Linked DNA regions of Sus scrofa: all the other regions are linked to region 1. A link is a contact called in public targeted proximity ligation data. All regions are on one chromosome and are shown on one strand. The core of a region is the stretch at or near the end of the contact, and the rest is flanking DNA. Distances in the headings are between cores, read along the strand shown.

Region 1 (3,070 bases), core at 379-2,878:
GGTCTCGGTCAAGGTCAGACTCAATGTCCGAGGAGGAGTCGGAGCTGATCCGCAGGCCCCCGAGCCCCAGAACTGGCAACGGCGGGGAGCTGCTGCTACACGAGCCGTCTAGATTGGTCTCGCAGTGCAGGGCGAACTCGGCTTGGAACTTACTGAAACCACCTGCCAGGACGAGAAAAGCAATCTTGTAACCCGAGATACCGTAGTAGTTTTCACAGGTTGGAGAGCCGCAGCCGGGCTCAGAAACACACCACAGCACCTTACCCCCCCACCCCCCAAACACAGAGACAAATACAGGCGAAAGGCACTTAAAGGTGCACCCTTGGGAACAGAACGAACAGGCCCGCCTCCCCTGGGAACCCTTATTTTTTTGAATCCGGAAATGCACAAAATGGCAACTTTTCTGAGTATCTACAAGTGCCAGAAGGTGCCTGCCTGCACCCCCACGGCCTCTGCAGTCCTGCGAAATCTGAATTCAAAATCAAACGTAGAGGGAAAGTGGGGGATATGCCGGGTAGGAAAAAGAAGAGCTAGTTCCAAAGAAACGACGCGTGCCTGTGGCCGGAAGCGGGTCGATTCCGCGCGGGCCCGGCTCGCGGGCCGCGAGAGATTCGCCGCCGGGAGCCGGCAGACAGCTCCTGGCGCACAGCGCGGCTCTGAAGCGCCAGCCAAGCGCCACAGGGGCGCTTCCAGTCGGCGCGCCCCGCCTGCACCCGCAGCCGGGGTCCCCCGCCCTGCCCCAGGCGCGGGACGCCCCCGGCGCGTACCTTCTAGGTAGAACGCCCGGCAGCCCTCGTCCTTGAGCTTCTTGAGCAGCAGCCCGAGCACCGACTCGCCGCCCGTATTCTCGTTCCAGTCGCTGCTGCTCTCATCGTAGAGCACCACGGTGTCGGTGCCGCAGCGCCGGGTGAAGCGGTCCCGGTCCTCGCCGCGCGTGAAGAGCGCGCGCACCGGCAGGTTGCCCTTCTGCAGGCGCCGCAGCATGATGCCGGGGATGGCCACGTTGATGGCCGACTCGATGTGCGACGACTCGTACAGCTCCTGCGGCCGGCAGTCCATCAGCAGCAGCCGCTCGTTGCCCAGCTCCAGCTGCTCGTTGAGCCACGCTACCGTCTTGCTAATCGCCATCTCCGACGCGAAGGGCACGGGTCTGAGCGTATCTATCATGGGGGTCGAGCGGCCGGAGAGGGCGAGGTGCCTACCAGACTCCCCTCGGGGCAGGCATAGGCCGAGCGCGCCGCGCCAAAGCCGCCGCTCTTGGAGCGGGGTTTAATGCCACCTCTCCTTTCCCGAGCCGGGTTAGCGGTTGGGGCAAGCGAGACAGAAGTAAGCCGGCGGTTCCCTCTGCACCCGGCTGCAGCCGCACGCTCTTGGTGTCAATGAATCTCTTTGAATGAAGCTGCCCAGACAGTTTTGTTCCTCCCCGGTGAATGAAATCCAATTAATTCGGACTTCGTGCTACTGAGAGGAGAGGAAAAAAAAAAAGTCCAGCAGCTCCTGAGCCCTCCCTCCAAACTGCACCTCAAATCCACCCGGGCGGCTTTCTCCTCGGATTATTAAAGCCTGGATTTGCTCACTCTCCCTTGGACTCAGCCCTCGCACACCCCCTGCGCGAGGCAGCTCCTCAATGGATACAAACAGCGAGCGTCTCAATGGATACATTCTCCCCGCCAGCCAATGAGCACGCTGCGGAAGGGGCTGTTGCCGTGGGGACGGGCCGGCTGGAACAGGTTGTGTTGATGAATTGTTAATGAGTTTGTCATTCACAAAAACGGAAAGGAATTTCCGCTCCGGATAAGCCCCAGTGCAAACAAGCTGCAACAGCGGGCTCGGCGGGAGGAAGGAGAAAGAAGGGGAGGCGGCGGCGGAGGAGGAGCAGGGCACACAAACCAGGGCACTTCAGTTGTCTCATGTTTCCTTCTGTTGAGAGTTCACACTTAGCGTCGGAACTTTTGCGCACAAATGGTGCAATTAGCAGGCACAAAAGCCGTTGTTCGCGACGCCTGTGCGCGCAAGCTAGCTTTAGGGAAACTAGTGCTGACTTCTTCGCTTTTATTCCCTTTAAACTCCTTTGGACTGGAGTTCACTTTAACCTCCCCCTCCTCCCGTAGGCAGTGTGTGGCATTTGTTTGCCAGTTTAAAAAGCCCGGCTCTGTTTGCTTCGATGTTCTTTTAGCCGAGACTGTGTTGGGGCTGGTGGACTGCCTGGGCTTTAGTGACCGATGAGGTGTTAAATGCTAATCCAACATCTTTGGAGACAAACCAGGGTTTTGTTGAAACATTTTTAAGCAAGCAAACAAACAAATGCTTGGTTGTCCAGATAATAGAAAGCAAGCTTTTTTTTTTTTTTTAATAGCGCTTTAATTATTTTTTAAAAACCGTGGAGGCTGTAGAAACAAACTCGTTGGGCAATCCGGTGCTTTTATTCCTCTCAGGCGGCGTGGGGGCGTTATGAGCCATTGTTCCGGGGATCCGACCCCCTCACCCGCCGTCACCTACTGCACGCGGCGGGGGTCGCGCTCCTTCATCATTTCTGAGCAGCGAGCTCAGCTTCCGACAGAGGAGCCGGCCTGGCGGGGCTGCCTGGGCTAGGTGCACCAGGGCGTCCGGAGCCGGGCAGGCAGCCCCCACCATCCGCAAAGCGTGAGGAAGTCTTCCTGCGAGGCCGGCAGGCCGCGGGGGCTCAGGAGAGCTCCGCGCATTGCCTACTGTAAACCCAGAGGCTTGTCAGAGGAGAGGCCGCCCGCCCCCACGCTCGACATCCCGCGCGGGGTTACCCTCTTCCCTGCGCGGCAGCAGCCCCCTCCCCTGCGTCGCCGGCGACTCGCACAGCACCGCCCGCTCCTGCGCGTTGCGCTCCTTGCCGGCGCCCGCCGCCTCCGCCTCCGCGTTCAGCGGGCGGGGGCGCCGGGCGACCCCCAAGGCAGGTGGGGGGGCCCAGGGTGGGACTTGGGGGTCTGGGGCAGGTGTGGGCTAAGGAGGAACGCCAGCCGGGCCCCCCTCGCTCCCGAGGCGAGCTGGGAGTCCTGGGAAACGTCTCCGCCACGGTGCAGGGCTCGCAGGTAATTGG
Region 2 (3,070 bases), core at 256-2,755, 370 kb after region 1:
GCAGGGAAGGAAGAAATCTCACCCATTCAGCTGTCACTACAGCATCTGTTTTCTAAGCATTAAAAACTCTGTTTATTTTTATATGAGATATTTTGAGAAAAGCCATACACAGAAACCACTTTTTCCAATACGGTCTTCAATAACTGGGTATAAGTACTCCTGCTGAAAGTCTTCGTTTGTATTATTTAAAAACAAGTAATTGTAAAACTCTAGTCAAACCATAAATGGCAAGATGTTGGGAGATGAAAAACAAAAAAGGAATTACTATACCTTATTCAAACAAAGTTCATAATTTTGCATGTTTACTTTAGAATCTGTTAATAGCACAGAAGCTAAAAAAAATTTATAAAACTACTATCATGCTGGTGGATATCCTTATTTGGAGGCAATGGCTAGTTTTAAACATCTATTTATGATAAAGCTATTACTTTCCTTATTTTCCTAGGTAGATACCTTAGATCACTGCCCCTATTATTTTATCATAAGCACAAATCAAATCTAGTTTCTCATCTCATCTCAGAAGTCTACATTAAATTTCAAGCTTCAAATTAAAAAAACAATTTCCCACACAATTGCAGAACCCCCCCCCCATAAAAGAGTGAGGAATTACAGAATACAGAAAAAAGAAGACAATTCACCTTACACATCTAAATGGGGATGCCAGGAACGACACCAACTGGAACAAAAATCAAGAAGGCATCCTTTGAATGTTCATCATTTTAATAAAAGAAAATGCCGAAATTTTAAATTAAAGGTGGCGCTCTGTCCTCAACTCACCCGATTGTGACTCACTTTTGCAGACTATATGGTAGGAAATAACAGTTACTTTTCAAAGATCATTGCAGTTACACCGAAGCCAAAATCAGGACAGAGATCCACCCTTAATTACAGCAATTTAACTGTCTCATGCAAAGCAAGGTAGAAACTAAGACGCCCCCCTGAAATGGCTAAATAAGCCCATTTCATACACTAGTTCTCAAAGGATCCCTTTAAGGACAGTGTGTCTATTTGCTTCAAATCTGAACTCACCAGGACAAAAAAGAAAAAGGGGGGGGGGACCAAATGAACTGCTCAAGTACAAAAAGCAGATTCTCCTCCAATCCCTCTAATTCCCCCAATCCGCCTCCGCCACACACAAGGACAGGGAGTCTGGGGAAAGCTGGCAGCAGGGCAAGCGGTTGAAGGCCCTTCATTCACTCACATGGGCCACTATCCAAAGGGTTACACACCCTCTGCCCAAGGAGAGCCTCATACAAAGCAGATCCTTACAAGTACTTCTTATTATAAAATACACCCACGCTGAACGAGAGATTTTAAAATAAGGCTGTCCTCAGGTGGGGGAGGTTAAACACAACAAAGGCTTCCATGTTGAAAGGCAGAGTCCCGATATATGCATATACCTACACGCGTATGAAGAAAAATCCATATAACTAATTTATCATGAACAGCAATCGATACCAACAGGAGCCATTAGATTATTAATAAACCGAGAAAAGTAGCATGCATGGCAGCCAAAGGTGCCTGGCTGCTGAGCTCTAAACCCAGGAAAGGTAAAATTATGCCTGCCGAGGCGAGGATCGAGCCCTCCGCAGATTTAAAGACCCCCTCTGAACCTCTTGCCCTCCCCTCCGCGCCAGGCACCGCTGCACCGCACAGGGTTCGAGCCCTCCCTGCGCTGCGAGTCCTGCAGAAAACTGGTGAATGAAATGCGCACAGAAACCAGCCTGGCCAGTGACCGCTGCACAGAACCAGGGGTCGCTAACTAGCTCAGCCACAGGATTCTCCTGCAGGATGGAATAAAGGGAGCACCCCCCAGCACCACCACCTCTGCAACTGGAATGCGGTTCTTTCTTACAGACCCTTCCAAAAAGGGGGTGGAGAACGCAGGATTTTTTTCTTCTTCCTTTCTTTCTTTTAAAACTAAGTCTAAAAACGCGAATCGGAAGCAACCGTAAATATCCTGGGGAGCCAGACGAGAGACACCGGGAGAAAGGCGAGGCGGTTCTCCAACCCCCGGGGAATCACCGTCCTGTGCGACACGCATCAATCAACTAGCCCCCGCCGGGGGCCAACGCCGGCCCCGCTCTCCGCCCGCGGAGCGCCAGCGGGGCCGAAGTCGGGGATTTAGAGGGGTGACCCTCCCCGGGCGCGGGGAAAGACTGCCGGGCACCGCTGCCCTCAAGGTCACCAGGCGCCGAGGCAGGGGCGGCCGGCCGCAGGATGGGCTATGGCGCGGCCGAGGCGGCTAGGAGAAGTCGAAGAGCTGAGGGTGTAGACGCGGAGTACCACCCAGCCGGTCCCTAGGGCCCTGGGCGGGGACTCCCGGCCGGACCCCGCGCCACGGCTCACGCCGAGAAACCCGCTCACCTTTACGATCTCTCTGGGCGGGCGCGGTGCTCCCACCTGCGAAGGGGCCCCCCGCACGCCCCGCCAACTTCGCTCCAGAATCCGCGCAGTCCGCGGAACACCCACTTGTCAGGACCCCCGCCGCGACGCCCCGACCTCCGCGTTCCGCCCGGCCTCCCCCGCAGGTGACCTGCCCCGCCGCCCCCGCCGCGAGCAGGCGGCGGCCGCCACTCACCTCGCCCGGCAGCAGGAACCATTTTCCGAGGGGGAAAGGAAGGGGAGGCTGCGAGAGGGTCGGGGGAAGGGGACGGTGAGGACGGCGGCCAACGCAGAGAACCGGGACTCGGCCGGTGCGCAGGCGGCTCGCAGGACTCCGGGCGCCACGCGGAGGTTCGGCTGCACCTCGAGGATGAAGCGGCCGTGGAGCCACAAGCTCGGCGTCCACCAGCCGGGGCTCCCTACTCACGCTGCACTGCGAGGAGGCGGCGGCGGCGGCGGAGGAGGCGGCGCCCGGCCCGGCCCCCGCCCAGAGCCCGGCAGCAGCCGAGTGGCCGCCCGCGTCCCCGCAGGACCCGCCTCCTGGGCTCCGCAGAGCCGCACACAGGGCGCGCCGCGCTCAGCACGGGCAGTTCTGCCGGCCTCACGCCGCCGTCCGCAACGGCGGCCGCGGGCAGGGTGCAGCCCCCTCTGGGAGCCCGGCAGTCCGCCCTGCACGAGGCGGGGC
Region 3 (3,070 bases), core at 413-2,912, 280 kb before region 1:
TAAATACTTATCTCAGTAAAGAGTGAAAGTGGAGCAGTCCTTTTCCTGGGGCCTCAGGCGATCTTTGGTCCTCCCTTCCCTCCCACCATTCCCCTCTGTCTCATCTCTTACCCTCCTCCTCACTCACTCTGCTCCCACTCCACGGGCGTCTTGCTTTTCCCTTACCATGCTTGCAAGCTGCTCCCACTTCAAATCTTCTTCTACCTCAGGGCCTTTGCATTTGCTGTTCTCACTACTAGGAATACTTACTTCCCCACTACTTTGTACAAAATAGAAGCACTCTACCCTATCTATGGGATAGAGAGGGCTAATTTATTTTATTTTCTCCATAGCATGTTACTAAATGAAAGATTAGACATGTCTTTGCTCATTTGCTTTTGGCTCACAGCAATCTAAGTAAGCTTCAGAGGGTGGGGCTTTATTTTATTCATTTTTATATCTGTATGGAGAGTGGGTACTTGATAAATGAGTGGAAAAAAACAAGCCTTCACAATGTCAGAATACTCTCTGGTCCTTCTGTTTTGTTGATTCAGAAAATTATCATAAACTGGCAATTGTGGATTATTATTATTTGTAAATCAATAATTCTGTTTTTTACTCACTTAGGAGCTTATTAGAAGCTATACTCTTGTAGTAGAATCTTTTCAAATGCAAAGCCCAGAGCCAATCTAGAGTTTAACGTTGACTCTACTACTTACCTACGTGATGCCATGAAATTTACTCAACTCTCCTTATCTGTAAAATGGACAATAATAGGACTGACCCCTGAGGATTCTAATAAAGATTAAATTAAATAATACAGGCATTCTCGTCGTGGTGCAGCGGAAACGAATCAGACTAGGAACCATGAGGTTGCAAGTTTGATCCCTGGCCTTGCTCAGCGGGTTAAGGATCCAGCATTGCCGTGAGCTGTGGTGTAGGTCGTAGATGCGGCTCAGATCTGGTGTTGCTCTGGCTCTGATGTAGGCCAGTAGCTACAGCTCTTATTGGACCCCTAGCCTGGGAACTTCCCCATGCCACCAGTGCAGTCCTAAAAGGACAAAAGACAAAAAAAAAAAAAAAAAAAATTAAATAATACAGGTACATGGCTTGACTCATGCTAAATGTTCACTGACCTATTCGTTTCGATTGGCAGACTCTTTCTGCCTTACCTAACAGAAATCGTTAAGATGATTCTCGGTTGGGAATTTTCCCCCAAGGGACATTTGGCAACGTTGGAGGTGATTCTGGTTATTACAGCTGAGGATGCTCCTAGTATCTAGTAAGTAAGAAGCAGGGATGCTACTAAACATCTTACAGTGCAGAGGGGGTGCCCCTGCAACAAAGCATTATAGATCCCAAAACATCAAGAATGTCACTGAGGAGAAACCTTCATAGATAGAAAACATTTGTTTAATATACGACAAACTCCAACATTTCGAAAAAAGTAAGACATTTAAAGGAGGAATTTTTTTAAAATCTACCACCATTCCTTCTTTCATGCCTGTAAAATAAGCTTAGCGATGAAAATTCACATTCACATTGGCCAATTCTAGAAGCCTGGCCTGAAATCTCTTCTTATCTTTGCCTTTTATAATTCAAGGCCAAGCAGGTGCTGCCACCCACACCCCAGAATTCCCAGGCTATTTTTCTCTTGGTTATTTCAGTTCTGCATCAGACCACTAGAGGGTACAGAAACACCATCAATCATGCAGCATTTAGGTGTCAGACTCAGTTTTCAGTAATGTAAATCTTAATAGAATGCTAAATTATTTCTGGCCCCTAAAATAAAATACCTCTACAGATTTGCAGTTTAAAAGGCTGGATTGAAGCATGTCACCATAATTGTCATCACCCCCAAACCGTAAATGATGGTAGTAATTTAATTCAACGTCATATGTCAAATGGAAATCTAATAAATAATCACTGATGATATTATGAAAAGTATCAGACTATTATGATATTATTATGATAATATTTTATGACTATATTGGTAAAACTCTCTTTGGTGAAGGTTTGGTTATGCTTTAAGTTAAATCATATCAAATAGATATGTATGATTGTTCCTACCAAGAAGTAGGCAAAAATTAAGCAGAAATTGGAACCTAAATACAGACTTCAAGTTGGACTAAATAGCATTATTGTGCTGAAGCCCCAAATCGTTTTGATCATTGTCCCAACAATATTCCATTAGGACAAACTTGAATGACTGAAAAAATAGTATGACACCACTAAATATTTAGATGTATTTCAAGCTCACACACTCAGGTTTAGCATTGAGGCACTGGGGAAAAGATATAGAAAACTTTGGAAGGAAAAGATTAAAGAATTATTTTATTTTATTTATTTTTTATTGTTTTACTTTTTAGGGCCACACCCACAGCCTATGGAGGTTCCCAGGCTAGGTGTCCAATCAGAGCTGCTGGCCTTCACTGCAGCCACAGCAACATCAAATCTAGATCCAAGCTGTGTCTGTGACCTACACCACAGCTCACGGAAATGCCGGATCCTTAACCCGCTGAGCGAGGCCAGGGATCGAACCCTCAACATCACGGTTCCTAGCCAGATTTGTTTCCGCTGCCCCACAATGGGAACTCCTAGATTAAAGCATTATTTTAAAGGGCAGAGTATCCAGCAGTTTCTCCTTTCAAGTTAATATTAACAGAAATGTGGATACAAATATTGCACAGGTGATTCCTAAACATATTCTTATGACACTGAATGTTGTTCACAACTTTCTCTAAAGAGATTACAAAATTCTGTTTGAAAATAATTTTAATTTTCTTTAACTTACATACACATGCACACATACACACAGAGACATAAATAAAACTGCTGTGTAGTTTGACACAGAATTAAGAGCTAAAAGATGCTGTCATATCCAATAAATGAACATAGATGTAAATGATTCAGAAATGTTTAAGTATCAGGCCTTAGGAGACTGCACAGAATAGTGGTTAACTACATAGGTCTGATATCAGACTATCTGGGTTTGAAAGCTATCTCTACCAGTTAACAGTTGTTTTTTTAAATTGAGATATAGTTGGTGTACAATATTACATAAATTTCACATTTACAGCATTCACAATTT
Region 4 (3,070 bases), core at 268-2,767, 260 kb before region 1:
TAACACTCTGTGTCTTGCTCATGTTTGTGTCCACCCTAGGTCTGAGGCTGTGTTCTGTGACCTTCTCACTCTGTGATGGAGGCGAAAGGGGCAGCCTCACCTGGATCATACCAGCCAGTGGCAGAAGGAAACCACCCAGTACCATTAACTTTTGCAGATTCCTCATCTGCAGAATAGCTTTCTCACCCTTTCCTCCTCAATGCCATAATCACTTCCCTCTCAGACACAGATAAATGCCTAGTCCAACAAAGACAAAACATAATTTGCCATCTTCTGCCCAATAATTAAGTTTGATACTCATGTACAGAGTAATGGACTCATCCAGGGAAAATAGGGCTATAAAAAAAAAAAAAAGGTTCTGCTTATATAATGAAACTAAGACATTAAGCCCTTATTGTTACCTTGACATTGAACATGTCACCTCCATCAGAGGAACATTGTGAAGGAAAAACTACGTAAGTGAGTGTGCCCACACATCTTCTCACTCCCAAACACCTTTGTAGTATCTCATCTATTCCATAAAATACAGCAAAATATGTGTCTTGAACGTTACTGCACTTGTGAAGATGATGAGTTAAAGACAATGCTTAATAGAAGAGTGAGCCAGTACCTCAGTCAAGCTAGACTCGCTGTTACAACTATCAACCCCCAAACCCACTGATTTAACACAGTAAATGTCTGTTTCTTGCTCTCATTATGGTCCAGTGTGGATTAGCTGTAAGGGTGGCACAAAGGATCTCATCACAGTGCGATCTGGGTTGGTGAGGACAATGTTGGGGCTGGGAAATCTGTTCCACATTTACACTCAGGGACCCAGGCTCCTTCCATGTGGCCACCTCAACCTCCTGTATGTCCTTGGAGGCCTCTCTATTCAGTAGCTGTGAGATGAGTCAAGAGATCAGAGGATTGCACTTGGGAGGATTTTATGGCCTGGGCCTGAAAAAGAGTCTTACCACTTCCACCTCATTCAATGACCACAATTTTGACACAAGGCTGCATCTACCTGCAAAGGAGGCTGGGAAATATAGTCCACCTCTGAGTCCAAAGGAAGGCAATTTGGGGAGAAAATGAGTCAGTCTGTTCCACAGTAATGTAGGCTCCTTTCCAGCTAAATGACGACTCAGTACAAAAGCCTTAAAGGCAATGATTCAAATATGTGCATTTACAGCATCACGAATTACGACATGTTCTGTATGTTTGGCCTTATGTGCATATGTCTTTGGAAATGACGGTCTGCCTTACTGCTATAAAAAGCCATTCCGACACGAATTGCTGAATCACTATGTGAAACCCAGGAGTCTGATCCCTGGATTAGGCTGCTTATAAGCTAACAGGTAGAAGAGAAAAGCCATTCAAATTCTTACCCACAGAATAAACACACAGACACCGAACACCATCAGACTATGCTTTGTGCAAACACGCAAGCTCCTCCCACAGAGGCTGACATAATGGAGGGGGGAAGGAAGAGAAGAGAGAAAGGATATGTACACAAGGAATTGAACCAAATCAAATGTTTTGCGATATGCTTGACTACTTGCCCTGATAAGGAGCAAGATGAATTCTTCAGATTGGCCTGGCCTCCCAGTCAATACTTGTTCAAAAATTGTCAAGCCCAAGACAGATGACATCATGGAGGGCAAATGAAGATCATTTCCTTGTGCAGGGATTGGTGCTTGGGTTTTGTTTATACCCCAGCGGCCTGGGCCTCGTTGGAAGTAACCAGATATTGTAGGTTTGAAAGAGGCTTTCCATTTGCATCACTGGGCAGTGAGTGCAGCCAACAGGAAGCCCAGTGATTCAGATAACTTGTTGTAATTGAAATCAATACCGACACAAGCAAAACGGCCTGAAATGGCCGTGCTGTGCTCTGACGGAAGATTTTCACATTCCCTGCCAATGACAACCGATATCAAGAAGGAACTGTCAGCTTCAATGGTGAGACATAGTGCTTTCCAAGAGGAAAGAAAAAGGTTTTGGACCCGTGACCGTTTTCAATAAGGAAAAGAAAGAAACTGTACTTCAGCTCTCTATTAGGTTTCACTCACGGATTCCAGTTCAATTCCAATTTGAGTTTCTGGGAAATGGAAAGAGACAGTTGGCCACCCTGCTCCCTTTCCTGCCAATTCTGTGTTCTTTCTTTTCCACTCTCACCCAGACTGGGTTCTGGTGAAGGAGAGAATAATTACTACTTAATGTTTATTGAGTATCTTCAGGTTCAGGACCACGTTTTCGTCCAGGGACCAGCAAAGTTTGTCTATAAAAGGCCAGGAGCTCCCATCATGGCACAGCGGAAACGAATCTGACTAGGAACCATGAGGTTGCAGGTTTGATCCCTGGCCTTGCTCAGTGGGTTAAGGATCCAGCGTTGCCGTGAGCTGTGGTGTAAGTCACAGCCGTGGCTCGGATCTGGCGTTTCTGTGGCTCCAGCGTAGGCCAGCGACTGCAGCTCCAATTGAACCCCTAGCCTGGGAACCTCCATATGCTGTGGGTGCAGGCCTAAAAAAGACAAAAGACGAAAATAAATAAATAAATAAAACATAAAAATAAATAAAAGGCCAGATCATAAATATATTAGGCTTTTTGAGCCATGCCATCTTGATTGTGACTGTTCAGTTCTGCTGATGTTCTGTGGACATATAAACAATACGTAATAAATGAATGTCCCACATTCCATTAAAACTTTATCTGGAAAATAAGCAGCAGGCCACATTTGGCCTATGGACCATAGTTTAGAGACACTGTTCTAGAATTTACATTTACTGATCTTTCTAGGGAGCGTATGACTATTCTTCTTTTACAGATAGAGTTGACCACTCCCCACAGCTTCCCCGCAGTTATGGGTGAAGCTGTGTCTAACGCCCAAAGCAGCCTGTGATTTTTCTATGTGCCACTCTGAGGAAGGCAGTCAGGAAGCCTGAGCAATAGCAGAAGCTATACTTCTGAGCCTGCTTACAAGTCGTAGCTGCTAGTTTAAAGAGTTACCCAACTCTTCTCTCTTGGTGCGCCAGTGTTGACCTAACCAAGTTTTTCATGATGTGAGATAGGTAAAGAGTCAGATGCTACCAGAAAT

Evidence for each region.
Region 2: a targeted proximity ligation map of alveolar macrophages shows a contact between it and region 1. A contact is called at or near these places in 2 of 47 Hi-C or Micro-C datasets (embryonic fibroblasts and heart right ventricle) and 2 of 2 datasets of targeted methods (alveolar macrophages and skeletal muscle).
Region 3: a contact with region 1 is called in a targeted proximity ligation map of alveolar macrophages. A contact is called at or near these places in 4 of 5 promoter capture datasets (fetal liver, fetal skeletal muscle and liver), 21 of 47 Hi-C or Micro-C datasets (adipocytes, adipose tissue, alveolar macrophages and 14 more) and 2 of 2 datasets of targeted methods (alveolar macrophages and skeletal muscle).
Region 4: a contact with region 1 is called in a targeted proximity ligation map of skeletal muscle. A contact is called at or near these places in 1 of 5 promoter capture datasets (fetal skeletal muscle), 3 of 47 Hi-C or Micro-C datasets (embryonic fibroblasts, fetal skeletal muscle and skeletal muscle) and 2 of 2 datasets of targeted methods (alveolar macrophages and skeletal muscle).

The regions. Positions count from the first base shown.
Region 1 is chr5:93,301,616-93,304,685 of Sscrofa11.1, reverse strand. It overlaps DUSP6 (dual specificity phosphatase 6), which reads right to left and starts at 1,628. Exons shown (of 3, transcript NM_001267842.1): 1 at 768-1,628; 2 at 1-162. The coding sequence starts at 1,167.
Region 2 is chr5:92,936,215-92,939,284 of Sscrofa11.1, reverse strand. It overlaps LOC106507543 (collagen alpha-1(I) chain), which reads left to right and starts at 1,505. Exons shown (of 4, transcript XM_021091263.1): 1 at 1,505-1,697; 2 at 2,056-2,199; 3 at 2,305-2,508; 4 at 2,564-3,070. The coding sequence starts at 1,505. It overlaps ATP2B1 (ATPase plasma membrane Ca2+ transporting 1), which reads right to left and starts at 2,758. Exons shown (of 21, transcript NM_214352.3): 1 at 2,582-2,758.
Region 3 is chr5:93,580,378-93,583,447 of Sscrofa11.1, reverse strand. No RefSeq gene overlaps it. Among named protein-coding and RNA genes, the nearest start is that of DUSP6, 280 kb to the right of the region's middle.
Region 4 is chr5:93,558,213-93,561,282 of Sscrofa11.1, reverse strand. No RefSeq gene overlaps it. Among named protein-coding and RNA genes, the nearest start is that of DUSP6, 260 kb to the right of the region's middle.